Linked DNA regions of Sus scrofa: all the other regions are linked to region 5. Evidence: chromatin contacts called from public Hi-C, promoter capture Hi-C and targeted proximity ligation data. All regions are on one chromosome and are shown on one strand. The core of a region is the stretch at or near the end of the contact, and the rest is flanking DNA. Distances in the headings are between cores, read along the strand shown.

What was found. Promoter capture Hi-C pulls out the DNA fragments that hold promoters and counts their contacts. Hi-C and Micro-C count contacts between places; a contact is called where the count stands out from the background.
Region 1: a targeted proximity ligation map of skeletal muscle shows a contact between it and region 5, with 3 times the contacts expected there. A contact is called at or near these places in 2 of 5 promoter capture datasets (fetal liver and liver), 8 of 47 Hi-C or Micro-C datasets (embryonic fibroblasts, heart right ventricle, liver and 2 more) and 2 of 2 datasets of targeted methods (alveolar macrophages and skeletal muscle).
Region 2: a Hi-C map of retroperitoneal adipose tissue shows a contact between it and region 5, with 2.4 times the contacts expected there. A contact is called at or near these places in 3 of 5 promoter capture datasets (fetal liver, fetal skeletal muscle and liver), 7 of 47 Hi-C or Micro-C datasets (alveolar macrophages, embryonic fibroblasts, heart right ventricle and 4 more) and 1 of 2 datasets of targeted methods (skeletal muscle).
Region 3: a promoter capture Hi-C map of fetal liver shows a contact between it and region 5, with 3 times the contacts expected there. A contact is called at or near these places in 3 of 5 promoter capture datasets (fetal liver, fetal skeletal muscle and liver), 1 of 47 Hi-C or Micro-C datasets (skeletal muscle) and 1 of 2 datasets of targeted methods (alveolar macrophages).
Region 4: a Hi-C map of retroperitoneal adipose tissue shows a contact between it and region 5, with 2.3 times the contacts expected there. A contact is called at or near these places in 1 of 5 promoter capture datasets (fetal skeletal muscle), 7 of 47 Hi-C or Micro-C datasets (embryonic fibroblasts, fetal heart ventricle, mesenteric adipose tissue and 4 more) and 1 of 2 datasets of targeted methods (skeletal muscle).
Region 6: a contact with region 5 is called in a promoter capture Hi-C map of liver, with 7 times the contacts expected there. A contact is called at or near these places in 3 of 5 promoter capture datasets (fetal liver and liver), 3 of 47 Hi-C or Micro-C datasets (embryonic fibroblasts and liver) and 1 of 2 datasets of targeted methods (skeletal muscle).

What each region holds. Positions count from the first base shown.
Region 1 is chr3:37,751,444-37,756,084 of Sscrofa11.1, reverse strand. UBALD1 (UBA-like domain-containing protein 1) reads right to left here and starts at 2,823. Exons shown (of 3, transcript XM_021086690.1): 1 at 1,942-2,823. The coding sequence starts at 2,061.
Region 2 is chr3:37,917,178-37,921,888 of Sscrofa11.1, reverse strand. It overlaps DNAJA3 (dnaJ homolog subfamily A member 3, mitochondrial), which reads left to right and starts at 2,748. Exons shown (of 11, transcript XM_003354626.4): 1 at 2,748-3,025. The coding sequence starts at 2,815.
Region 3 is chr3:37,866,758-37,870,927 of Sscrofa11.1, reverse strand. HMOX2 (heme oxygenase 2) reads left to right here and starts at 2,796. Exons shown (of 6, transcript NM_001244412.1): 1 at 2,796-2,867.
Region 4 is chr3:37,785,530-37,789,694 of Sscrofa11.1, reverse strand. It overlaps C3H16orf96, which reads left to right. Exons shown (of 15, transcript XM_021086691.1): 6 at 1,578-1,663; 7 at 1,995-2,105. Among named protein-coding and RNA genes, the nearest start is that of C3H16orf96, 14 kb to the left of the region's middle.
Region 5 is chr3:37,440,687-37,445,013 of Sscrofa11.1, reverse strand. It overlaps SEC14L5 (SEC14-like protein 5), which reads left to right and starts at 1,886. Exons shown (of 16, transcript XM_003124623.4): 1 at 1,886-2,142; 2 at 2,805-2,920. The coding sequence starts at 2,858.
Region 6 is chr3:37,814,117-37,818,558 of Sscrofa11.1, reverse strand. CDIP1 (cell death inducing p53 target 1) reads right to left here and starts at 2,833. Exons shown (of 6, transcript NM_001244099.1): 1 at 2,774-2,833.

The DNA of each region.
Region 1 (4,641 bases), core at 1,574-4,073, 310 kb before region 5:
AAGGGTGGAAGGCACAGAGGGGAGTTACCCACTCACTCCCAGAAGACCTAGGACTGGACTTCACACCCCATTTTCACCACAGGTGAGCCTCCCCCCTCCCCCCGCATCTCCCTTTTACATGCTGTGAAACAGCGCCCAGGGTGCAGCGCTCCTCTCCTGGGGGATGCCAGAGTCCGCAGGCTGCTCCCGCCCCTCCTAAGATCAGCTTTCCCCCGCCAGGTATCTCCATCTTCAAAGCTACATTTTCAATTCCTGTGACCAAGTGACAGCAACCTGGGCTGGTGCCAGGCTCTGTGGGCTTAAATTGAGAGAGACAGGTAGGGCCACTTCCCACTGGACACCCGCCTGCCCAGCCCCAGGAAGGGGGGGAGCCATGTATGCAGATGTGGGACTCAAGCAAACTGCCATGAATGTGGTTTTGCAAGTTTTGCCACATCCAGCTCTTGAGACAAATGGGCTGATTAGGGAGCTTCCTGCAGGGTGGGGCTGCTAGGGTTGGGGGTAGGGGGTACTGGCCTTTCACTCCTTAGAGGTCAACTCACACCGCCCCAGACACAGCGGAGGAAACTCAGGCCAGAGGCTGGGACGTGTGCAGAGATAGGGCAGCCTTCCATCTTGGGATGAGAGGACCATGCAGGGGTCAGCCGTCCCCCTGAGCTCTCTGGTAGGAAAGTGAGCAAGACTCCTCTGGGTGGACAGGCCGCTAACTCCACAGAGTGTCCCAACCTTCAGGCTAGAATCCTGATCCCCATCCCGGGCCCAGAAAGCTGAACTCCAGAGTCCTCTGGCTTCCTGTCCCTCCTCCCGCCCAAATACCTTCTCTGAGCTGGGTCCCCATCTAGAGCCTGGGCTCCTAAGCCTGGACTGGGCACAAGACTCTACAGGGTGGCTGGGGCTTTGACCTTACACCTGTGAGGGGCGGAGCTCAAGGGGCTCTGGCCTCATCCCTAGATACCGTCCTGAGTTATTTCTGGGCCGGCTGACTTAGGGAAGGCCAGGTGGCCTCCTGGCAACACAAGCCCTGGGCACTAGTGTTCTGTGGGTCCAAGAGGCCTGGGGAGGTGGGGGCCAAGCTGGGGCAGCCCCACCTCCTGCCCAGCTGGCTGAAAACTACTGAACCGTGTACACGATGCCATGGTAGAGTCACTAGCCAGCACAGAGAAGGGAACCTGGACAAGCCTCTGAAGCAGGGCACACAAATGCCGTCCCGTAGCTGTAGTGTGCGCTCCGACACACCACCTGTACACTCGTGTGCACATGCGTAAGCACCGTTTGCAAAACGGCGACCAGTGTGTACACGGAACACACCCTCCCCCCCCACCCGCACCCGTGCCCCGGGTGGACTGCGTGTTTACACGTGCCCACACGTAGCGTGGCGCGTGCGTAAATACAAATGCACATGTACGTGGACACGCGGCACCGGGCTGCCCATCCAACACACAGACCGTCAGACCCACACACGGCGGGCAGCTGCGCCCGCGGGCTCGGGGCTCCCATATCCAAGGTGGGGGCGGCGAGGGCCCGGCTCAGGCCAGTGCTGGGGCGTCCTTCTTCCTGCCGCCCGCCCAACTGTCCGTCGGGGCCTCGGCGCCGCCTCGCCTTGGCCATTACCAGAACAAAACGCGGGGCGGGGGGATCCCCGTAACCCGGCCGCCGGGGAATGGGGGGGCGGGGATTAGGAGCCAGGCTGCCCCTCCCGCCCACCCGGAGCGGGCTGCGTTTCCGGGGGCCGCGTAGACACGGCCGCGCAGCCGGGCCTGACCCACACGCCGCGTGTGCGCGCTGGGGCCCGGACGCCGGGGCGCGCGACCGCCGGAACACCGGGCCGAGTGCGCGGGCCCGGCCCCGGCACAGCCGCACGTGTCCACACCGGCCCGCACACACCCCGCAGCACGCGCCGCCACGGGGGACGGACACCCGCGCCCCGGCCCGGCCGCGCACCTCAAACTGCCAGTGGGCCGCCTGCAGCAGCTGCTTCGCCTGGTCGGCTGCGCAGCCCGCCGTCAGCACGAACTGGTTGATCATGACCTGGTGCTTGAGCTCGTCCATGTTCACGGACATGGCGCCGCCGCCGCCGCCGCCTGCCCGCTCCGGCCTCCAGCCGCCGCGCGCTCCTCCGCCTCACGCGTCCACCATTAGCGAGCCGGCTCCGGCTAATACAAATATTTACTGTGCGGCTCTGACTCACCGAGCCTCGCCTCACTCCGGGCCGCGGGGGGCATGCTGGGAGATGTAGTCCCGCGCCGCTTCCGCCTCGCCCGGACGGGAGCTGCAGGCCGGGCCGGCCCGAGGGTGTGTCTGAACATTGGGCGCCTTTTGCGTACAGGACCAGGACGAGCACGCAGCTCTGGGGGCCCCGCGCCCCATCCCCGACACTGAGGAGGGGTCCGGAGGCGAGGACTCCAGACTGCATGGGCGCAAACGCGGGTCGCAGGATATTGGCTAGGACCCGAGGATCCCGACCCCCAGGGTGGTTGGCAGCCCTCTGTGTCGAGCGGGCGCACTATTGGGCAGTGGGGTGGGGGGAGAAGTTGGGATTTTGGTACAAATCGGCAGCACTAGGGCCGTAAGACCCAGAAGGCCTGGCACACAGTGGGCGCTTATATAAATACCCGTTCAGTGACTGAATGAATCTGCCCTTCAGAGTTCTGCCTAAAGTCACAGCCTCCAGAAAGCCTTCCGAGTCTCCCCAGCACAGAGTCCAAGCTCGCCTCGCCCACTCGCGACGCGGGTCCCTCCCCGGCCTGGCGCTCAACCAGGCTCACAGTAGGCTCGATGTACGGCTGAGGAAGGGAGGGCGGCCTAGGGGTACTCTCCGCTCAAGGTTCCCACTTTCCCACGCAAAATCTCGTGCGCTTTGCCGGAAATCTCGGCTTTCAGACTGCGGGCGCCAGGACCGCGCGGAGCCAGTTCCGGGATGGCCCTGAACTCCAATTCCCAGAATGCCTCGGTTTATTTGCATCTTCAGTCCTGAGTGACGTCAAGTGAGTGAGGCCGCACCTTAGCCAATGGGCGGTCGCGCGGTGTTAGGACCTGGCCATATAAGGTAAACAAAGCTGGCCGCCCAATGAGGCAGCGGCGGGGGCGGGCGGGGGCACGTCACGTGGATGGCGGGGGCGGGGTTGAAGAGCGCTCGGGGGTGGGGTGTTGCGGGCTGTGTTTACAGCTCCGCACGCTCGTCTTCCGGTTGACGTCTCAGATCTGGTGTGCGGGGTGCCTGGCGGATTCGGAACTGGCGGGAGGGGTGGAAGGCTCAGTCACCTCCGCCCAGAATGACCTTATCCAGATTCCTCTCGCTCCCTGGCCCCAGTTTCATTAGACGAGAAGCTATTTATTGGGTCCTTACTCTGTGCCTGGTCCCAGGTACAGAGAACAAACTCTAAAAAAGGGTGGGCTGGGGGCAGGGGTGGGGGCATGCGTCAAAATTCCCAGGGACAGGTGTTCTCTTGTGGTGCAGCGGGTTAAGGAGCTGGCGTTATCACCACTGTGGCTCGTATTACTGCTGTGGCAGGGGATCCCCCTAGTCCAGGAACTTCCACTCGCTGTGGGCTTGGCCAAAAAAAAAAAAAAAAAAAAAAATTCCAAGGGCAGATGTAGAAAGCTTGGGCGGTGCCCTCAGGAAGGAAACCGGCACAGGCCCTGGAGGTGGTGGGTTAAAGGCCAGCCATAGAGGGCCTTCAATAGATCTGATCCAGTGTCCGCATTAGGGTCACTGTGTCTGAACATTGTGGAGACCAGATGTGGGGGGGAGGTCCATTCCAGTTCAGGTGATGTCCTGGGTGTGTCTGGTTCCAGGGCAGTCCGTCTCTGCTCAGGGCCTTGTTGCAGAATTGGATTGAACAAAAGCACTGTCCCACCCGGGGGCAGGTGCATGGAAGGAGGACTTGCAGTGCTCTCTGAAGAGCGCTTCGTGGGTCCCTGAACTCTTCCAGGGAGGGTTATCTTTGGCTGGTGGGAGGGCCATTGTGGGGGACTAGTGGACTAGACCTGAAATATCCCAAGTTATGGGGGCTTGGGCACTGGTATGGGGGGGTGTGAGGGGGGGCTGGAGCCCACCTCTTTGTTCAGTGGATTAAGGATCTGGTGTTGCTGTGAGCTGTGGTGTAGGCCGACAGCTGCAGCTCTGATTGGACCCCTAGCCTGGGAACCGCCATATGCCACAGGTGCAGCCCTAAAAAGACAAAAGACAAAAAAAAAAAAAAAAAGAATGGCCTTTCACCTTTACAAAACATCATACATGACTTAATGCAGCCAAAGCACTTGGCACAGCACGGGGGTAGGCGGCTCTAAATGTAGTTACTGCTACATCCTTACCACTGGGACAGTAAGGCATGGTGGAAGGTGAGCAGGCTCTGGAGCCAGACAGACCTAAGTGTCAGTCTCGACTCTGCCACTTAATGATTCTGATGTTAGGACATGGTCCTCCGGCTCTAAGCTTCAGTTTCCTCATTTGTGAAACCCAAGGTAAGAGCTCAGAGCTCTCCCAGGACTGCTCTGGCAGATTAATGCCAGTGAGGTGCTTGGCATGGGCTTGGTGCTCGGAGCACCATTTCTTTGCCTCCACCCGGACTGCTCTAGGGGACCCAAGCCCCATTTTACAGATGAGGAAACCGAGGTTGGAATCCAAACCTCTTTACACTC
Region 2 (4,711 bases), core at 1,499-3,998, 480 kb before region 5:
GATGCTGGATCCTTAACCTGCTGCATCACAAGAGAACTCCAGAATTCTCTTCTTAGATGATCCTTTGAGGTGGTTACTGTTATGTTCCCCATTTTAGAGAAAGGAAACTGTGGCACAGAGATGTAGAATAAGTTGCCCAAGTATACACAGCAGGTAAGTGGCAGAGCTGAGATTCAGTCTCAGGCAGTCTGACCCCAGAGCTCCTACTCTTATTCACTATGCTGGGGACATTTAAATATTTGTTGAATATGTTAAACAAACTTTTTTTTTTTTTCATTTTTGGTCACCGTGTGGCAGCCATGTGGAGTTCCCAGGCCAGGGAGCAGATCCAAGCTGCAGTTGCATACTACACTGTAGCTAAGGCAACTCTCAACCCTTAACCCACTGTGCTGGGCTGGCAATGAAACCTGTCTGATCCACTGAGCCACAGCAGGAACTCCTAAACTCTGTGCATATGAGTGTGTATTTTGGGGGCTGCACCTGCGGCATATGGAGATTCCCAGGCTAGGGGTTGAACTGGAGCTGCAGTGGCCGGCCTACACCACAGCCACAGCAAGGCCAGATCCAAACCTTGTCTGTGACCTACACCACAGCTCACAGCAATGCCGGATCCTCAACCCACTGAGCAAGGACAGGGATCGAACCTGTGTCCTCATGGATACTAGTCAGATTCGTTTCCACTGAGCCACAACAGGAACTTCCTCCTAAACAAACTCTTTTCCCCACTTCCAACCCCATGGCTTTTCCCATTTTGCCTAGAATGTCCCTTGCTCACTTCCGTCCTCTCCATTCCATAACCCAAACTCTCAACATTCCTTGCAGTTTACAACAGCCTTGTAACTAGACTTGTGACTGTACTGGTCACTGGACTAGTGGTTTTTTAACCTTCTTTCAATCTCAGAGCCTGAGGAGAGTTAGATTGATGTCAGCTATGGTTCTTTCCCCAGACCAACATCGACATACACAAAAATTTCAGGTTTGATGATGGCAGGAGCAAGGAGAACAGATCGTCTTAAACCCTTCCAGGAGACCTCAGGTTCCCTTCCTTTTTTTTTTTTTTTTTGCCTTTTATAGGGCCACACCCACGGCATATGGAGGTTCCCAGGCTAGGGTCGAATCGGAGCTGTAGCTGCCGGCCTACATCAGAGCCACAGCAACTCGGGATCAGAGCCGCGTCTGCAACCTACACCACAACTCACGGCAATGCTGGATCCTTAACCCACTGAGCGAGGCCAGGGACCAAATCCACAACTTCATGGTTCCTAGTTGGATTTGTTTCTGCTTCGGCATGACGGGAACTCCCCGGATTCGTTTCTGATGAGGCACTATGGGAATGCCCTTCAGACATCTGCTTTTAAATACTTTTTTAAATTAAATATGTTTGATTTAGAGAATCTGCTTTTGAAGTTCTTGCTACTTGGAATCCTCTGCCCCTCCGTCTTTACCTGATGCTCTTTTCACCAAAGTCCAACTCCAATGTTACCTCTCAGATGCCTTCCCTGACACCCCAATGCCCCCGACTTGTTTGAGAAACTCCCTCACCTGGGTGCCTATAACACTGTTTATACTTTTGATATTATTACTTTCCTTCTTTCTTTTTTTTTTTTTTGGCTATCACAGCCGCAGCATATGGAAGTTCCCACACTCGGGGTCGAATCAGAGCTACAGCTGCCTGCCTATGCCACAGCCACAGCAAAGTGGGATCCGAGAAGCAGCGTCTGCAACCTACACCACAGCTCACTCGCAATGCCTGATTCTTAACCCACTGAGCGAGGCCAGGGATGGAACCTGTGTCCTCATGGATACTAGTCCGGTTCATTTCGCTGCACCACAAGGGGAACTCCCTACTGTCCTTTTTTGGCTGCACCCATGACTTATGGAAGTTCCCAGGCCAGCAATCCAAACTGAGCCGCAGCTGCAATTCCCCACAGCTACGACAACTTAACCCACCGCGCTAGACCGGGGATGGAATCCGCTGCCACAGAGACAACACAGGAGCCTTGACTTGCCGTGCCACAGCAGGAACTCCCTATACCTTCCATATTATTGATCATGTACTCTTATTTGTTAAGGAGCCTGTCCCTCTATTCATCTTGTGCGCCTCCAAAGCAGGGATGGTGTGTCGTTCATCATTTTATCCCTAACATTTTAGAACGTGCGTGACACTAAGGGATCAGAACGTTTTAAAATTCGTTTTTGTGTAGCTTGGCTCTCATTCCGCAATCCGCAAGGTCTCTACAGGTTTGGAGAGATTACGCGCTTGGCAGAGAGTTGGGCGATCAAAGATCTGCTCCCGGGGAATCAGCCAGAGGAAAAGTGAGCGCGAAGCCTGGCTTTGGGAGTAAGGCAGAGACTCCAGCAGCTCATGCGAACTCCGGGTGATTAAGGGCCCGGCAAGCTGAACTAAGTCTCAGGGTCAAGAAGAAAGAAGCCGAGCATTGCATGATGGGATCTCCAGGACTGACGGTCCTTTGCGCGCCGGGATTTGTAGTCCCGCCCCTTGCGGGAACCCTCAGACCAGTTACATTCGGCTACACTCAACCACGTCCTTAAACAGAAAAGGTGCAGCCTTGATCGTCCAGTACAGAATGACGAGGCTCTTCGAGACAAGTTACCTAACAGCACTTTTTATACACATTTCGGCGTCGGCTACGGAAACAATGCATGGGTTTCGGACGCGCACGCGCAACACTTGTATTCCTTCTTGCGAGCGCAGCGGGCCCCGCCCCCGGAAGCACCGGCGCTGCGCGCGTGCGTCGTCCTGGCGCTGCAGCCAGGAGCCGGGCGGCGCAGGCGCAGTGTCCCCGGGCCAAGATGGCGGCGCGGTGCTCCCCACGCTTGTTGCTGGTGGCTGTGGGGACCCCGTGGCTGCCGACTGCAGCGAGGAGAGGGGCCCGGCCGCCCTTGGGGGGTGCGGTGGGGGCGTCGCTCGGGCGGAATCTGAGCGTCACCGCTTTCGCGTCTTCGCTCGGAGCTCGCGGTGCCCGGGCGCTGCTGACATTGAGACCCGGTGTCAGCCTCACAGGTGAGGGCAGGCTCTAGCGACCGAGCGAGGGGCTCCAAGACCTTCGAGGGGCTCCAAGTCCTTCGCTTCGCTCCGGCCATGGAGATAGCTGTGTGGAGCATGTCTTCCGAACTACCTGCGGAGTCGCTTGGGGAGATGGGCACGTAGGAGGGAAGGAGGCCCAAATGGTTACCCAGCTGCGTGGAGTCTCCGGCGGCGGAGATGAAACGTCCCGTAGCGGTGAACCTTCACCTCTCTGTCAACATTTCTGGAGGCGGCTTTCCAGCTTGCCGCTTGTCTTCTGCCCAGTTCCGTTCCCATCCCTCCATCTTTTAGCCCGGAGCGGAAGGGAAGAGGTAACTGCTTACTCGGTGAGCACCTGCTCTGGGGCTAGCTGGGTCTCACGTGATGGTAATAACAATTCTGCAAGAGGTGGGGATCCTCATCCCCATTTTAAACAACGGGAAACCGAGGTTCTAGCGGAGGAGTTGACCCGCCCAAGGTCATAAAGGTAGTTAAGGAAAGTTGTCCCAAACCCAGCGTTGTTCTTTCATACATAGCTTACACGCTTTCTACCACATGGTGTAAATCGAAGGGCACACTTAGTGTTTTTTTAGAAGACCATATGTTGGTTATTGTGATAAAAATGCAAACTAATATTTATCGAGCACTTACTATTTATCAGACACGGATCATTTCCATCTGATAGACACTGTGATTATTTTTTTTTTAATTTTTTTTAATAATTTTTTTTTTATTTTCCCACTGTATAGCAAGGGGGTCAGGTTATCCTTACATGTATACATTACAATTACATTTTTTCCCCCACCATTTGTTCTGTTGCAACATGAGTATCTAGACAAAGTTCTCAATGCTATTCAGCAGGATCTCCTTGTAAATTTATTCTAAGTTGTGTCTGATAAGCCCAAGCTCCCGATCCCTCCTATTCTATTTTATAAATAAAGAAATTGAGGCTTAGATGTTAACTCATAGAATGTCATAAAGCTATAAAGTGGTTGAGCCTTGGAGTTCCCGTCGTGGCTCAGTGGTTAATGAATCCGACTAAGAACCATTGCGGGTTCGGTCCCTGGCCTCGCTCAGTGAATTAAGGATCCTGCGTTGCCGTGAGCTGTGGTATAGGTTGCAGACGCGGCTCGGATGCCGCGTTGCTGTGGCTCTGGCGTAGGCTGGTGGCTACAGCTTCGATTTGACCCCTAGCCTGGGAACCTCCATATGCCACATTTGCGGCCGAAAAAAAGACATGAAGACAAAAAAAAAAAAAAAAAAAAAAAAAAAGTGGTTGAGTCTTGTTTCAAAACCTGCTGCTTTCTTAGTTGCTGTAGGTGACGTAGAATGAATACATAGTAAGCCTTTTTTTTTTTTATTTTGACTGTCGCCGCAGCATGTGGAAGTTCCCGGGCCAGGGATGGAACTCATACCCCGGCAGCAGATATGATCCTTAACCCACTAGCCCGTCAGGGGACTCCTACATTAAGCTTTTTAAGTACTTATCCTTGAGAGTTTCTTGCTGAGGGTGTTGGGTGACTTCCTTTCAGTGAGATAAGGAAGGAAGGAGAAAACATTTAACAACCAAATATGTGCCTGAATTGTGCTAGATGTTTGTGTCCCCTAGAATTTAAACTATCTGTAAGCGTACGAAGATGATTATTTAAAGAGCCCTGACAAGGTTTTTAATGAAGATCCAAT
Region 3 (4,170 bases), core at 1,547-4,046, 430 kb before region 5:
TGTGGGGGTCCCTAATCCACTAAGCAAGGCCAGGGATCCAACTCGCATCCTCATGGATATGAGTTGGGTTCGTAGCCTACTGAGCCACAACAGGAACTCCGGTCATGTGTATTTTATGTATGTAAAATATTGGTGTCTAGGTATTATAAGATACATGTATTTATTTATTTATCTATTTTTTGGCCTCACCTGTGGCATGTGGAAGTTACCAGGCCAGGGATCAAACCCATGCCACAGCAGCGACAAATGCTGGCTCTTTTTTTTCTTTTTTTTTGTCTTTTCTAGGGCCTCACCCACAGCATATGGAGGTTCCCAGGCTAGGGGCCGAATCAGAGCTGCAGCCGCTGGCCTACGCCACAGCCACAGCCACAGCAACGCGGACCCGAGCCGCGTCTGCAACCTACATCACAGCCAACAGTAACACAGGATCCTCAACCCAGTGAGCGAGGCCAGGGGTCAAATCTGCAACCTCATGGCTCCTAGTTGGATTTGTTAACCACATTCCAGGTGTTCGCCTGGAATACCTTCCTCCCACCACCTTATAGGGCCAACTCCTACTCATTCCCTAACACTCCACATAATCATCACTTCCTCCAGGAGGCCCTCCCTGACCTCTAGGCTACAGTGACTATTATTTCACTCCCATCTCTATTCCACTGGCAAAATTATCTATATCATATCGACTGAGGGCTTCCTGAGAGTTGGTCCCATGTCTTTTTTTGTCTCTTTCTGCTGGCACAGTGCCCAGCACTTGGTAGGAACTCAATAAAAACTTATTAAATGGAACCCAAGTGCATATTATTCTGATAAAAGATAAGGTTTTCCCTTCCACTGCATGGCTTAAACCACAAAACTCAATGGTCTGAGGCCTCTACTATAAAGAAATAAATCCAAACAAGAAGATCCCCGGTGGAACCAGTTGCAATAACAAGGCCCAGTGCAAAAAGAAAATGCAGGGCTCCTTATTTTATTGATTGATTTTTTTTTTTTTTTCTTTTTCAGCCATCTGGAAGCATATGGAGTTCCCAGGCCAGGGACTGGATCAGATCTGAGCTATAGCTGCGACTTAAGCTGCAGCTGCTGCAACGCTGGATCCTTAACTCACTATTCCAGGCACCAGGGATGGAACTTGAGTCCCAGTGCTCCAAGATGCGTGGATCGCATTGCATCATAGCAAGAACTCCCAGGGCTCCTTATTTTAAAATATTAGCAAGAATTTCAAGCCCAAGGCCCAGGGTTTGGGACCCAGTATGACTGCTCTGATCACAAACCCATGAAGCTGACTGTCCTTGGCCTCCAGGTTTAATTGGGAGTAGCATCCCAGGGCCACACTGGGACCAGAGTGACTCCAGTGCCCTTTGGCCTTGCTAAACGTTAAGACTGGAAATCAGTGCAGGCCGTGAGTGACAAGGAACAGATATCTTCCCCAGGCTTCTGGTCAGTGATGCTGGTGCCAGGGAGCTGTCCCAAAGTGGGCAGGCAGACGGGCAGCCTGGGTGAAGTTCTTGTTTCTTGAAGCCCCAGCAAACTGATGGTCCCCAAAAGCCTGAGGGAAGCGATTTGGCTACGGACTGGCATATGCTCAGCCGTGACTCAGCATTTCTTGTGGGATTTTATATCTGACAAGGACTTGCTGCAAAACACTTGTTACCCAGCCCAGTGACATGTACAAGTGATGATAACAGTGGGAAGCCTTTCCTGGGCTCCTCCTATGTGTCAGGCACAGACTTAGCCCCACATTATCTCATTTGACCTCTTGAGGCAACCCCTCCTTCAATCAGTGTCACTTGGTTTAAACCAATTTGATGTGTGTGTTGGGGGCAAGGTGCAGTACAGTGTGTAAAAAAAAAAAAGAAATTCATTCTTTTACATTTGATTTTGATAGCCAAATAATGCGTGACTCATTTATTCATTCTTATAAAAAATTTAAATTGTACAGATATAGCACAAGTGACCCCGACATCCCTCTATCATTCTAGTGTGTAAAATTTCCCTTTTGGATGCATTTACGTGCCTAAATATATGTATGGAAAGATTACATTGTGAGGAGTTCCCACTGTGGCACAGTAGGTTAAGAAACCGACTATAGGAGTTCCCATTGTGGCTCAGCAACCTGTGCCACAAGCTGCAGCAATAGCCGGCCAGTTGCGCCACAAGGGAACTTCTCACCCTTCCTTTTGACTGGCACAACTTTATTGAAAGGATGTGCCTCTGTCAACTCCATCCCATCCCCTTTTGATGGTCAGATATTTAGGTTGTTTGAAGGTTGTCATTGAAATGGTGTTGCAATGAACGTCCTTGTTGGTGTCTCTTTGGCTTCTAGTGCTTGTCTAGAACAGCTACCCCTAAGTGGAAGCACTGGATCAAAGAGAATACCTATTCCAAGTTTTAACACATCTTTCCAGACAGTTTCCCCCTTCCACAATAATTCCAAGAATTACTGTTCGTTCCCCACACCTTTGCCAATACCGGACAAAACCAGTCTTTCAAGCTGCAGCCAGGTGGATGGTTACGGAAATGACTGGAAACCAGTGTGGCTCGAACAGAAGGGGCAGGTGGAGCCCAACGCGATGAGCCTGAAGCGGTGGCGACACGGAGCAAGAAAAGCGCTAAGCACAGAGCGTCCTCATAAACACCCCTCCTACCAAGCCGAGTTTTCACTCCCCGGCGGTCGGACTTCCGTAGCGGGGCGGAGCGCGGAGGGGCCGGGGAGCGCAGCCCCGCGCCCGCCGCAGGGGCGTGTCCTCCGCAGGTCCCGCCTCCGCGCGTGCGCACGTCGGGCCGCGCGCTCCGCTGCGGCGCCCGAGGGAGTCGCCGACCGACGCGCGGACGCGGTGCAGGCTGACTGCGAGGCGGCCCCGCGGCCGGTGAGTGTCTGCGGTCTGCGCGGTCTTCCTTCCGACTCCTCGGAGGGCCTGGCAGGCCTGGGCCCTCGGGAGCTGGGCAGGGCCGGCCACGTCCCGCCGCCCACCTGAGGGAGCAAGGGCAGGCCGGGAACGGGGCGGGGGGGACCCCGCTTCCCAGACATGGTTGCGGAGGCCCGGGGAGGCCTGAACCGCCCGTTCGCGCTGGTCCCCGTTGAGCCCACCCCCCGCCGGCGTCACAAGTGCCCCGGGGGAGCTGACCCCCGGGTCGCGGGCGGACTTGGCGTCCCCAGCGGGGCTCGCAGCCGGTATCTGCCAGCCGGCACGTCCGTCCACCTTGGTCGGGCGAGGACCCGGACCTGGGCCGGCGTCGAGCTGTTGGGCCCGGGCTCTGCCCTTACTCCTCCTGACTCACCTCGTTCCGAGGGCCCTTTGAGTCCCTGTCACGACTTCCCGAGGGACCTGCGGCCGCCAGATAGCGAGAGACCAACGTCAGGGGCAGCCGGTGGGTTGGTCTGGCGGGAAGTCTACCTGTCGCCTCATAATCGCAGTGCCTAGGTGTGTACTGATTGCCACGTAAAAGCTGCCAGGGTCGCCTTGCTCAGTCTTTGCACAAGGCCTGTCCTTGTCATGCCGTTGAAATTGATTCCGAGGAACGGTGGCTGGGGCTGTTCGTGCTTATTGTGTTGTATTCGTGGCTCTTAGAAGCACCCACAGCGGAGCGTGACTGAGAAAGGGTACACATCGTCTAGTGCGCTCGGGTTCAGGAAGTCCTCTCCCTCAGCCCCTCACAAAGCCCTGTGAGTTGATGATTTTCCCACTTGTAACGTGGGGTTAATGACGAGTCTCAGGTTGACAGCCTCGAGCTGCATTTCCCAACCAAGAAGATGGCACAGATGGTTTGTACCTGGTCATCTGTCCCCAGATCCCATGCTCTTTCCTAAGTAGAGTTGTAGAGATTGGAAATGGATTAAATTGTCTTCCCCTCCTGCTACACTGTCCTCCCAAGTAGTAGGAAACAGGAGCTTACTGCTTTTATATTTTTGAGTTTCTGTTATGGCATTAACCGGGGTGGGTTTTTTTTTTTTTTTTAATTTTAACTGCCCTATTAAAATTTTTAGTTTTTCTGAGATGTATAAAGAATATAAATGAGTAAATCTGTGCTTTATTCATTAGTTTTTTGTTTTTGTTTTTTAAAGAAACATCACAGGACAAAACATCATATACTTAGCAGGAGCTCACAGTTCAGTTGGGCATTTACAAGTTTACTGGGTGAACTTGGAAAAAGTTTTTGAATACAGTATCT
Region 4 (4,165 bases), core at 1,250-3,749, 340 kb before region 5:
TTGGTTTACCTTTCCCAACGAAGTGTCCAGTTAACCTTTAGCCATTCATTCCTTTGGCTTAAGCATTAAACTCTTACTAGTGTGTCCTTTTACAGTGAGTGTACAGCGAGGTCCTAGAGAAGAGGGTGGTCAGGGTCTAAGGTCGGTGCTTAAGGCAGAAAATCTGAAGTCAGAATTACCCTTGGAAATTCCCTTTCAGCAGCCCATAAAACAGTATTTCTGCACAGTGTTTCAGTAAGTCCAGAACCAGCAGAATGTCTAGCAGCACTGAACAGACTCCAGAGGAAGGGGTCAGGCTGGGACGAGGAACAGCTGGGCAAACATGTCCTTAAAGACCACAGTGGTGTTTGAGGGCAGTAGGACCATTTCATGCCCCTCACGGGCATTTGTTCACTGTGGGGAGTGGAAAGAGGCATGGCTCTCTCCCGTGGTTCTCCGCATGTATCCCTCAGGGCTTGGTAAGGCACAGGTGGCTGGGCCCAGCCCTGCAGTTTTTGAACTGTTGATCTGGGTGGGGCACCAGAGTTTCCCTTCCTCATCGTTTCCAGAGGATGCTGCTTGGCTGCTTTTGGCTCAGGGAAACCACTTTGAGACCCACTGTCCTCCTCTCTTTGAACCTTTATCTTGCTTTTTGCTTTCTGCCAAGTATAACAGTTGAATTACGCTAAGTCAAGTCCATATGTGATGCCGCCTCTGATGGGCAGTGCCCTTCCACAAATCTTGAAAAAGTGAAACTTTGAGCAGCTAAAAAGATCCACACTGGTGCTCCCTCGTGGCTAAGGTTAAGGATCCAGTGTTGTCACTGCAGCGGCTTGGGTCACTACTGTTGCTATGGCTCAGGTTCAGTCCCTGGCCTGGGAACTTCCCTGTGCCATGGGTATGGCCAAAAAAAGAGAAAGATCCATCTTAATATCAGTGAATACTGTGGCACAGTTAAGGTTCTGATCATCATTCATTTAAATATGAAACGTGGAGTTCTCCTTGTGGCTTAGCAGATTAAAAACCCAACGAGTATCCAAGAGGATCAGATTCTATCCCTGGGCTCACTCGGTGGGCTCAGGATGTGGTATTGCTGCAAGCTTCAGTGTAGGTCGCAGATGCAGCTCAGATTTGGTGTTTGGATCTGGAACTTCCATATGCTGCAGATGCGGCCCTAAAAAAAGAAAACAAAGAAATATAAAACTCAAAGCCACAGAAGTTCCCATTGTGGCTTAGCAGTAATGACCCTAACTAGTATCAATGAGGGTGCGGCTTCCATCCCTGTCCTTGCTCAGTGGGTTAAGGATCCAGCCTTGATGTCAGCTGCAGTGTAGGTGGCAGATGCAACTTGGATCTGGCATTGCTGTGGTTACGGCGCAGGCGGGCAGCTGCAGTTCCAATTCCATCCCTAACCTGGGGAACTTCCATATGCCGCAGGTGCGGCCATAGAAAGAAAAAAAAAACTGTGGCCACTGGAAAATTTTAGATGATCTTAAAGACCTCCAGTACTGCCTGAGGTATCCCATACAGGAAGCAGGTAGAGCTCTAGACGAAGCATCTTCTGCATCCCTGCCACCCACCCCCTTCTTTGCTTTCAGCTAATATGGGAGCCTCTTCCAAGCTTGGGACAACAGTAGACGTACTGCAGGAGAAGATTGGCATCCTCCAGAAATCCAGGATGAGGGTCAGTGTCCTGGGCAGAAAAGGCATTTGAGAAGGTGATGGCTTTAGGTGATGTAGACTTCGTGCCCAGAGCCAGGTAGAGGTCCTGCCCTCCCGGACAAGGCATCAGTCTTGGAGCTGAAAGGAGGCCTGGGGAGGGAGTGGGGCTCAGAAGGCAGCTGCCACCCTGGGGAGGCAGATCTGCTCTGGCTGGTGCTGGGGTGCCAGTGGTGGGCGGCTGCCTGGTCTTAGGTAGCTGTTGGCTGGCAGGCTGGGAACACACCCTCTGGTCCCTTCAAGTCCCTTCCCAGCCATGGGGACCTCAGACCTTGGATGTCTGTTTCCCTTTGTAGGAGGAAGAACTTGAGAGGATTTGGGGCCACCAAATCGAAATGATCAAGGACCACCACGTGGTGCTGGACAGGGCAGTGGACAAGCTCCAGACCCACCTGGATGAGTTAAAGGTTCGGGGGTTGGGGAGACCAGGACGGGCAGCTGGGAGGAGGGAGGACTCCTCAGCAGGACAGTCACTCTCTCCAGACGTTTCACAGACGCCCCGAAGGAGGGCAGCCAGGGACACGGTGCTGGTATTTTACTGTGCATAAACTATGCTTCCGTAAAAAATGAGCAAATCCCCACCCGCACCCCCGCATAAACCCGACGGCCTGACCAGGATCTGCCTTGCTTGGGTCACCCACCCCAGAAGAGCGCCTGTGTAAAGTGAAGGCTCAAAATGTGCGGACTGAGTCAGTGCAGGAATAAGAGGATTTCTTGTGCCAACTGTCACGGGCATGGCTTTTCCCTGAAGCAGCTCGTTTCTGAGGTCTTAGTCAGCGGGGCCTTGTGGGGGCAGCAGAGACTAGAAACACGAGGACGGCTGCACAGCACCTCCCAGGGCTTCCTGTACCGGACACTGCCTCCCGTGGGCTCACAGCCCCGGCCCCGTAACCCTGGCCTGACCACCCCAGGACATCCCAGACCTTTGCAGAAAGGGTCAGTAGGAGGAGATGACTTTTCCCCCAGGTTTTAAAGAGACAAAATTCCAAACAGACCCACCTGAGGGGGTCCCATGGGGGGCTTCAGATTCCAAGCTGGGGGCTATTGGCGGAGTGGGCTAGATGTGGGAAGCGAAAGGGGAGGGCAGCGCTCCCCCTCCTGAGGTCACACAGGGTCATCAGGCTTGTGCCTGCAGGGCAACTTGGATGGAGAAGAGCTTGTCAGAGGGGCACCGCTTCCCAGCTGCAGTGGGGAGGCCTGGGAGCATCTGGGCGGCGGGAGTGCAGGACGCCCTGTCCTGGGCAGACCTGTGTGAGTACCAGCATCAGGAACTGCAGTGCCTCCTGCTAACTCCCAGCCCTTGTGGAGCTGCCGTGTCCCAGGGACCTACTGGTGTCCTTCCTGGATGGAGACCGGAGCCCATTTGTTCAGCACGTCTGCTGAGCGTCCAGCCCCATGTCCCGCCCTGCCTGGGGGGACACAGGATCTGCCTCCAAGGAGCTGTCACTCGCTCAGAGAAACTCAAGAGGAGTTTGGCCCAAGAGGCCAAATGGATCAAGTCAGCCTTTGTCCAGACTTCCTTCCTCCCCCGTGTGCCAGCGAGCACAAATGCCTTGTAGGAGTGAACCCTGGAAGGATCTGGAATGGGGCTTTATCTTCCACATGTTGCCTTGGATGGTTCTCAAACGAACCCAGGCTGCAGGAGACCAGCAGCCCTGAGGAGCCCTTCCAGTGGAGGAAGGAGAGAGGGCAGGTGCCTCTGCTCTGGTTCTGTCACAGCATCGGGGCCGGTGGGGAAGCGCCGCTGCCCCTGCTTTACCTGGATGCCAGGAAAGAATGTCCTGGGCCTGACAGGTGGCCAGAGAAATCCCCATTCATTCCCTGAGCCATTCAGCCAGTGTTGTGGAGCCTTCACTGCCCCAGGCACCCTTCCAGGGCCCGAGGAAACAGCAGTCAACAAGACGGACGCCGCCTGGGCCCTTCTGTTTTTTGCAGGGGAGTGCAGGGAGTGTTTGTTGGGTTTTAATCAAAGAATAAATGACACTCAGGAAAATGCCGAGGCCTGAAGCATCAGAGCTCGATTCATTTTCGCCTCTTTGTACAGCCACGTCAGCACCACCCAGTCAGGATGGAAACATTTCCGTCCTCTTAGAGCACTTCTCCCGGGGTGTTTCCCACGACGAACACACAGGAGAGTGAGGACAGAGCTCTTTCTTAGTGACTCAGATGAGGTGAAAGCATTATTTTCCCTTTGCAAATGGACAGGTGTCTTTGATAAGCCAGAGGCAAAGCCGTTCTTGGCACAGACTGTTGTGTCCCGGGCTCTGGCTCGGTGCAGGAGAGGACTGAGATAGCTGATGTGTATCCAGTGCCTGCTCTTCCAGGAAGACGTCGGGTCCAGGCCCCTCTTCATCCTTGGACAGGAGTGGGATTACTGCCATTTGAACAAGGAGGAGACGGACTTGGGCAGAGGCATCAGCCTGCTGTGGTTACATAGGCCTGGGTCTCAATCCCGATTCTGCGACTT
Region 5 (4,327 bases), core at 637-3,136:
CGCAATCTCCTATGCTGCTTGTGGCTTTTCTTGACTCCCCTGCTCCCTGCATCTCCCACCCCGCCTCCTACTCCCACGAGCTGTCACCTTCGGGGGCAAAAGACACACGCGTGGGGGCGGCCGGGAAGATTCTGCCCGGGTGGAAGAGAGTAACGGGGGCGGGGGCCACGCCCACATGTAGGAGGAGCTCTCGGGAGCGACCTCCCCCTCCGGAGCGCACCTCCGAGCATCCTCGGTTCCCTAAGGAATCCCCGGGAGTGCCCTCCAAGATCTGCTAGCCAGCACGGCCAGACGCGTCTGTTTAAAAGAACCACGTGAGGAGCTGGCGAACAAGCACGTGCCCAGGCTCTTCTCAAATGGTGCCCGAGAAAACAGATTGCCCCTCCCGATCCTTTCAGGTGTAAACATTCCGCTCTGATTATCTTGGGTCAACTCAAGCCTCTCGTGTTGTCACAACCGCCAACAGTGTGAACGAGCACTTGGTGCCCTGCACGGACGTCGGGGAGGAGCCTGGGAATTTCTCTGATGAACCTACAGTAGAGCGGATCTTCCCTCTACTCCTACCTTGCCCAGCAATTTCCCCTTCTAGAAGACCCAAGGAGCCGTGGACGGGCTTTTGCTGCTACCGTGTGGCGAAGATGGGGGCCGTGCACTCTATTTTTAGCCTTACCCAAGAAGGAGCCATTGACAGTCTTTTGCTGCCACCTTGTGGCAAGGATGGGAATCGTGCGCTCCATTTCCAGCTTTGATAACCTTAACCAAGAAGGAGCCATTGACGGTCTTTTGCTGCCACCTTGTGGCAATGATAGGAATCGCGTGCTCCATTTCTACCCTGGACAACCTTTAGCCAAGAAAACGCACTGAGCATCTACGGCTGCCAGATCCCCAGGAAGACCCTGCTGCCGTGGGGCAAATGAATAAGACAGACAAGACACAGTCTCTGCTCTCGCGGAGCTCACGCTCTCCTTGGACAGACCTACAAATAAATGAATGGATGAATAAAGGAGGTGATTGCAGAGTGTGACACAATGCTAGGAAGGAAGAAAAAGGATTGGTTGTCACAAGTGTAATGATATATCTGTCTCCCTGTACACACTCTCCCTGCCGTATCAACCCGCTGAGCGAGGCCAGGGATCGAACCCGCATCCTTATGGGTACTAGCCCAGTTCATTTCCGCTGAGCCACAACAGGACCTCCTTCACTCCTTGAATCCCTTCCCTGTTTATTTTTTTCACCTTGGCATTTTCCCCCATCTCACATAATGCTATATATTTGGCTCACTTATCGAATGTCTGTCTCCCCCACTGGAATGTAAACTCCACAAAACTCTACCTGTTTTGTTCACTGATGACTCTTCAGCACTTGATAAGTCCTAACACTTAAGCGATGTGTAAACAACTGCAAAGTGAATGAAAGATACCAGATACCGACAGGCCTGCTACTCGGGGCAGAACCGAGAGGGTTCTGGGGCGTGGCCAGTGGAGGGACCGGACTCAGAGTCCAGGAGGAGAGAGGGTTGGCCCGAGTTAGGGAACTGTACTGGGATAGAGGGGCGGGACAAGCAAGGGTTCGCCTGGAGGCAGAGCTAGATTAGAGCCGCAGCCTGGGGGCGGGGTCTTCCTGGGGCTGGGCCACGCGCGAGGCGAGTGCTTTAGGGGCGGGACCTATGGAGGCGGGGCCTGCGTGAGGCGGGGCCATACGGGAGGAAGGGCGGGGCGGGGCGTGGTCAAACAAGGAAGTGTAGAATAAAAGGCGGGACTAAGACTGGGATGGGGCCAGTCCAAGGCGGGGCCAGGCTGGGGCGGGGCCTGCCCAGGGCGGGGTAAATCTGGGCGGGGCCATGGCTGAGCCGGGGGCGGAGGAAAGGGGTTGGCTGGGGGGACGAGGGCGGAGCCAGTCCAAGATCTCCGCTGTCCTGGGTCCTGGAGCGCTCCCGCCCCGGCAGGGCTAGCTCCCGTCCCTTAAGTCCCTCCCTGACCCGCCCGGCCGCAGGGTGTGCAGGATCAGACGCCCCCAGCTCAGCGACCGCAGCTGCACCCAGTCCCAGGCTCTGAGCTTCGGGCCAGGCGGCCGCAGGGGACCCTGGAGGGCTCAGCTCCGCACTGCCCTGGGGCTGTGTCCCAGGAGACTCCGAGGGCGACGGTGAGCAGGGCTGGGGGTGGGGGGGGATGTGCGTGTGTGCGTGTACATCGGTGTGTGTGCATGTGTGTGAACGTCTGTGCGCATCAGGAGAATTATATGAGAGCCTGGAGTTGGGTAGGTGCGTGCTCCGGGGAGCTGGGTGTGTGTGCAAAGTTGAGTGCGTTTGCAAGGGCAGCCCCGTGTGGGAGGGCAGTCGTACATGTGTGTGCGTGTGAAATTTGGTGAGGACTGAATGTTAATGTGTCTTGGAGGAAAATGGGAGGGCAGGTGCAATGAATCTTGGGGGGACTGTGTGTTCCGGATGTCGGTGGCAGGCTGTGGGCTGCGTGGGTGAAGGAATTGTGGGAGTGTGAGAACTGCGAATGTATGTGTTTCCATTTGGACTTACTGGGTTTTCCATGACCCTCAGCATGAAGGGGTGGGGCCCAAACGTTGTGTGTACCGATTAATCCTGAGGAGGGAGAGTGGTCGGGGGCCAAGGGTAACGGACAGAACAGGGGTTTGGGGACTGGCCCAAAGTAATCTGGGGATCCCTGGCCCCCTTGACTTGAGGAGATGTGTGGGTGGCGCCAAGGGTGGGCCTGCCCCTGGCTAGGGAGCAGTGGGCAGGGCTCCTGCTTCACAGGGTGGGCGCTGCCGCCTCACCAGTCGCCCTCACTCAGGCTCCGTGCCCACTTCCTGCCTGGGTGGCTCTCGCTGGTCGTCCTGCAAGAACATGGTGCAGAAGTACCAGTCTCCTGTCCGCGTCTACAAGTACCCGTTCGAGCTGGTCATGGCGGTGAGTGACCCCCGACCCTGAGGTCCCTTGTGTGACGGGTGGAGGGATACCAGAGGTCAGCTCTGATGGTAAGAAGAGGGAGACCCCCTTGAACCCCCCGATCAGAAGGAATTAATGAGCTACTCCACTGACTGGGTGGGTCCAGCCTCTAACCAGGACCCTTCGCCTGGCCGTCCCACCTTTCATCACAACTTCCGGAACCCTTGCCCACTGACCAAAACACAAGGTCTTTCCCTCCTTTCCTTGTTGAAGCTTATCTGTCCTCTTATCTCGGTCCCCTTCAATAGAAAACAAGCATGTCAGGGGCCAAACCACTGCTGTCATTTTGTGTAATAATAATAGTTATTATTATATATATACTAATGATGATGACAGCAGCCATTCACTGAGGGTCTGTGGCGTTAAGTCTTTACAGATGTTATTTCGTGTAATTTCCAGCAGCTCTTCTCATTCTCATTTTACCTCCACTAAAGTGAAGCTTGGACAGGTGAAAGGACGGCTTTAAGTTCTGGGGCCAGGAAGAGGGAAAGCCAGGCCTGGATCCACAAGGGGGTGTGGACAGTGGCTCCAGAACCTAGAGTTTAGCCACAACACCCCCAGTGTCCTCCCTCTGCTCCCACCCCTCCCCTCTGCTCCCCTTCCTTCTCTTCCAAGAAAGCTAAGACCAGGAAAGGGGGGGATGCCAGTGGGCAGGGAGGGCCTGGGAGCAGCTGTTTTCAGGGTTCAGACTAACTAGGTGGCACAGAATTGGCTCCTGAGCCCTCAGCCTCCTGGCTCAGTGGTCTGCACACTGTGGGGCAGGAGCTGGAGACAGGTAGATGAGGGGTTCCTTCTTGGGGCCACCACTCTGCCTCTCAGAGCCTCCCTCCCTGGTAAGATACGGCAATGCTGTGGGGTTGTGGTGCAAAGTCAATGAAACAGTGTCCGGTGCCTCTGGCTCAGTGCCTGGCACACACTAAGTGCTCACAAAATGCGGCTGATCCTTCTATTACACCACAGAGTGTTGTAAGTGATTATATTGAAAGTGCAAGAAACACCAGAATCTACCCCCATCCTCCTCACCCCGCCCCTGGCTTCTTAATCCCAGCCTTCTATCCAAGGTCTTTCAGAGCACTTGATGGCTCTGTGTGTGTCCTGCCTCATCTATTCTCTGAATCTACCTACACATGTTTACAGTCAAATAAAGGATTAAAAGGCATCATTAGTGTTCTCCATACATGTTGTGCTATTAGATTTGGATGGTTCCAGGTCAGGAAAGCAGCAGGAGCAGGCTGGGTTTGTATGGACAAGCTGGGTGACCCTGAGCAAGTTACTTAACCTCTCTGAGCCTACACTTTCCATATCTAAAGTGAGGATGACATGGTTTCCAAACCTGGGCATCTGCTGTAGATTAAATGAGTCAATACA
Region 6 (4,442 bases), core at 1,584-4,083, 370 kb before region 5:
TCCGCAGCCCACGCTGCACAGCTTCGTCCACCTTTGCTCCGATGTTCGAGGCCCTGGGCTTTTCGGTGCTTCCAGCTCTTCGTCTGGCCGGGGTGCTGCTCTTCTCCTATCGCAGAGGGAGCGAGTGAGGTTCTGGGAGGGCAAATGCCTAGCACAGCTTGGGAGTGACAGAAAGGCTTCCAGTGTGGTCTGCGGCATCTAGGCAGTACGGGTCCCAGGACCCCAGCATTGTCACCAGAGCCTGATGACTTAGAGTAGGAGAGGCCATGGGTCCACAGGCTCAGGGGCCGACCAGACCCGCATCTCCCTGTGTGGGGACCCTCTCAGGGGGACAGGCTCTGCCGGCCACAGGTCCCAGGCCAGGCGTCCCCATCCTCTGCAGCTCTAAGTTGCACTGCAGCCTTGACCGCCTCCAGGGGAGATGCGTCTGGAGGACTCCAGACTGTGCGAGGCCTTCGTGGGATCCTAGAAACTGGCGCGTTTCCATTCCGTGCACTCACTTCCAAGTCCCTTTGTGGGGATACACTAAGTCTCATGCCACCACTACCAGCCCAGCTCTCCTCCCCACTAAGAGCTCCTGCTGCATGCTGCCTTCTCACTGGCACAAGTGCCATCCTCCCTGTCAGGGCAGAGACATTGGTATAAGACGCCACGACTTTAACGACCACGCTCCCCTTTGTGCCATGTGAGTAAAAATACATCCACGCCCTTTGAAGAGTGTTTCTGAAAGAGAAGACAAATTTTCCCAGGACCTGTCTCTTTTCTCTCTCAAGACCACAAACAGGGTTAGGGGCTGGCGTCTGCGGCTACAGAGCAAAGGACCTGGGCCAAAGGACTCAGAGCTTGTGAACTGGGCTACGCAGCCCTGCACCCCAGGAGCTTTAGAAAACACATCGAACCAGCAGGTTCAAACCCGGCGAGCTTAACAGCATAAAGGGCAGAAACGGCACGCAGGCTGATCACTGACGTCGATTCTGCCACGGTGACCTGTGGGGCCACCTGGCCTCTGGGACACATTCCCTTCGCTCCCCCCAAAATAGTTTTGTTCTCTGAGGTATTATTCTATGTCACACAATCCACGTTTCTGCTTTTAAGGTTAAGAGCCTAAGAGCCTGCTGTTTTCAAATCTTTGTAAGAGGACATGTAACTCTCTTTCCTGGTTCCAGAGGCCCAGCCTATGGAAAAATCTCCAAACTTCCAAGCTCCTCAGGGATGGGAGAGAGAAAGACTTTCAAATACCCAAGGCTTCTGTTAGTGGAAAAAAAAAAACAAAAAAACCAAGAATTCTAAGACTCAACTTAGAAGTAAACGCACGTTTAACTGTTTGGGAGGGCGACAGACATATCTGCGACTTACTTTGACACATAAACAGAAACGCAGGATGGACTGCTGGATGGTTAAGATTGCTGATGAAGGAGTTCCCATCATGGCGCAGTGGTTAACGAATCCGACTAGGAACCATGAGGTTTCGGGTTCGGTCCCTGCCCCTGCTCAGTGGGTTAATGATCCGGCATTGCCGTGAGCTGTAGTGTAGGTTGCAGATGCGGCTCGGATCCTGCGTTGCTGTGGCTCTGGCGTAGGCCGGCCGCTACAGCTCCGATTCGACCCCTAGCCTGGGAACCTCCATATGCCATGGAAGCGGTCCAAGAAATAGCAAAAAAAAAAAAAAAAAAAAAAAAGATTGCTGATGAAGTACAGTAACTGTTGGGCATTCTAGGTGGTGGTCTATGGGCATTTGCTCTAATACTTCTTCAACTTTCCCGTATGTTTGAAAGTTTTCATAATTCAGCGTCAAGCAGGGGGCAAGGCCAAGCTGGCATGCCTCTCCCCATCAGCTCTTAGGTGAGCCCTGAGGGAAGAAACAAAGCACCAAGGGGAGAGGTCACACATGCCAGACACTGCCCTGCCAGCAGCCCACAGGATACAGACAGAACAGGTACGCTAGGCCCCAGGCCCTCCAACCTCCTCATTCCAACACAAAGGTTCTCAAGCCCTAATGTGCCTGAGAATTGTCTGGGGAACTTATTAAATAGAGCCTGGGGCACATCCTGTAACCACTACATCTGAACCTCTGGGAGTGGGTGTCCTTTTAACAAAGGCCCCAGTGACTGATGCAGATCTTGGGCCCGCAGTGGAGAAACAGAGGCTTGCTCCTTACCTGACACCTGTTGAGGGGCCTCCTGGGAACATGTAGAGGGAAAACAGAAACACGCATCCCCTTACACAAACCAAATGCCCAACCCCGGCTCGCATGACGCCGAGAGTTCAGCCACACCAAGGTCCTCGAGGGCATGAGGCTGGGCCCAAAGCTAGGCCAGGTCACTGCCTCCATCCCTGACGCCGCCGGCGTGTGAGGCCGAGAGTGCAGAATTTGACAGATGTAGCCAAGCCGGCGCGGGCGGGGGAGGGAGAGCCACGCGGGGCCCCTCGGGCCTGCCAAGGTCACCATGGAGCTTCTCTGTCGCCGGGACCCTCCTCCCAAGGCCCTCTCCTCGAGGAAACAGCCCCCTTGGAAAACCAAAAATGGTGTTTGCCCAATCTTTTGTGCAGAGGATGTGGGAGGTGTGATAAGCAGGACCGCCGGAGGAGCCGGCCAGCAGCCTCTGGGACACCGATCCCGGCGCCCGCCCGGGCCTGGCTAAGCTGTCACCGCAGCCCCGCGTATGGTCAACCCAGCGACAGTACGACGTCAAAACCCTATGGCCGCTATGGATCGCATCGGAGTCCTGGGAGGAGGTGACCTGCCCGCTGCGCCGCCCCCGGATCCCTTTACCTCGAGAGGCCGGGAGCCCCGGACCAAGAGAACGCCGACAGAGACGCGGTACAGGAGCTCGGAGGACGAGACCCTCAGCCTCGCAGGGCTTTGCGCGCACGCCGACCCCCGCCCGCCCAAAGGCCTCTGGGAGATGTAGTCCCTCCCGGAGCCCGAGACTCGTTCTACGGGCCAAGTGGACCACAGGGCCCGGCGTGCACCGCGCGGGCGCCGCGGGCGGGGGCGGGGAGGGCCCCCCCACCCAACGGTCCTACGTCGACCCCCCCTCGCCGCGAGGACCGCGAGCACCCGTCTCTCCCTCCCGTGGGCTCCGCGAGAAGCCGTCTAGAACGGCGGCGGCGACTCACCGTCTTCGTGGCACCGTGGCCGCGGCACCAGCAGCAAGAACGGCCTCCGCAGTTGGCGGTTGCGCGTCTGTCAGATGGAGGCGGGTAGGCTTTGGAGAAGGGCCGAGGCCGGTGTCGTCATGGCGAGGGGCCGGGCGGTGAGGTATGCGAAGGGGCGGAGCCTCGAGGCGGCACGTGAGTAGCTCTGGTGACGTCAGGGAGCAGAAGCGCTTCGAGTCCGGCGAGGCACGTGGGAGGGCCTGGGGTCTTCTGTTCGCGTGCGGGAGTGACGGGAAGATAAGGGGGGCGGCCCTCTGGCACCCGGCACATCGGAGCAAGGCGCACTTTCCTTCCACGCGTATTTGCTCATTTATTCCACCAGTATTTACTGGGTTTTAGGCGCCGTGAGTTATGTGGACATGGCCAGATGGGAAGGGTTTTAGTTGCCTGCGGTGGAGAGTCCAAGCTGAGCTTAAATAAGATAACACTCTGCCTTCGCTTTCCAGCTCTCATACTGTTAGCGAGTGAGGAGGTATTTTTAGTGCCATGCTTTTCGTATTTTTGTGCTTTTGGTTGGTTTTGCTGTTTCATATGGCCCTCAAACATGGCACTGAAGCTCTGGTCCGTGTTCCTGAGGGCAAGAAGGCCGTGATGTGCTTTACACAGAAAATACCTGTGTTGGATAAACTGTTCAGGCACGAGTTATAGTGCTCTGGGCCTTGAGTTCTATGTTACTGAAGAAATAAGGTATATGAGATAGGGTGTTTTTAAACAGAAACACTCAAAACATGGATATATGTTAATGAGCTGATGCAAATGTGATCACTGGGTGGCAGGAACCTTACCCTGCACTTCGCCTGGGAGCAGTGGTTCAGTATTCACTAATTCAGTGTTTGCAGCGATTTCTTTTTAAAAGTTGAAGTATAGGAGTTCCCGTCGTGGCGCAGTGGTTAACGAATCCACTAGGAACCATGAGGTTTCGGGTTCGGTCCCTGCCCTTGCTCAGTGGGTTAAGGATCCGGCATTGCCGTGAGCTGTGGTGTAGGTTGCAGACGCGGCTCGCATCCTGCGTTGCTGTGGCTCTGGCGTAGGCCGGGGCCTGCGGCTCCGATTCGACCCCTAGCCTGGGAACCTCCATATGCCGTGGGGGCAGCCCAAAGAAATAGCAAAAAGACAAAAAAAAAAAAAAAAAAAAAAATTGAAGTATAGTTGATTTACAGTGGTTGTGTTAGTTTTTGGTGTAGGGCAGAGTGATTCAGATATATGTATTTTTTCTTTTTATATTCTTTTCCATTGTGGTTTATTATAGGATATTGAATCTCGTTCCCTGTGCTATACAGTAG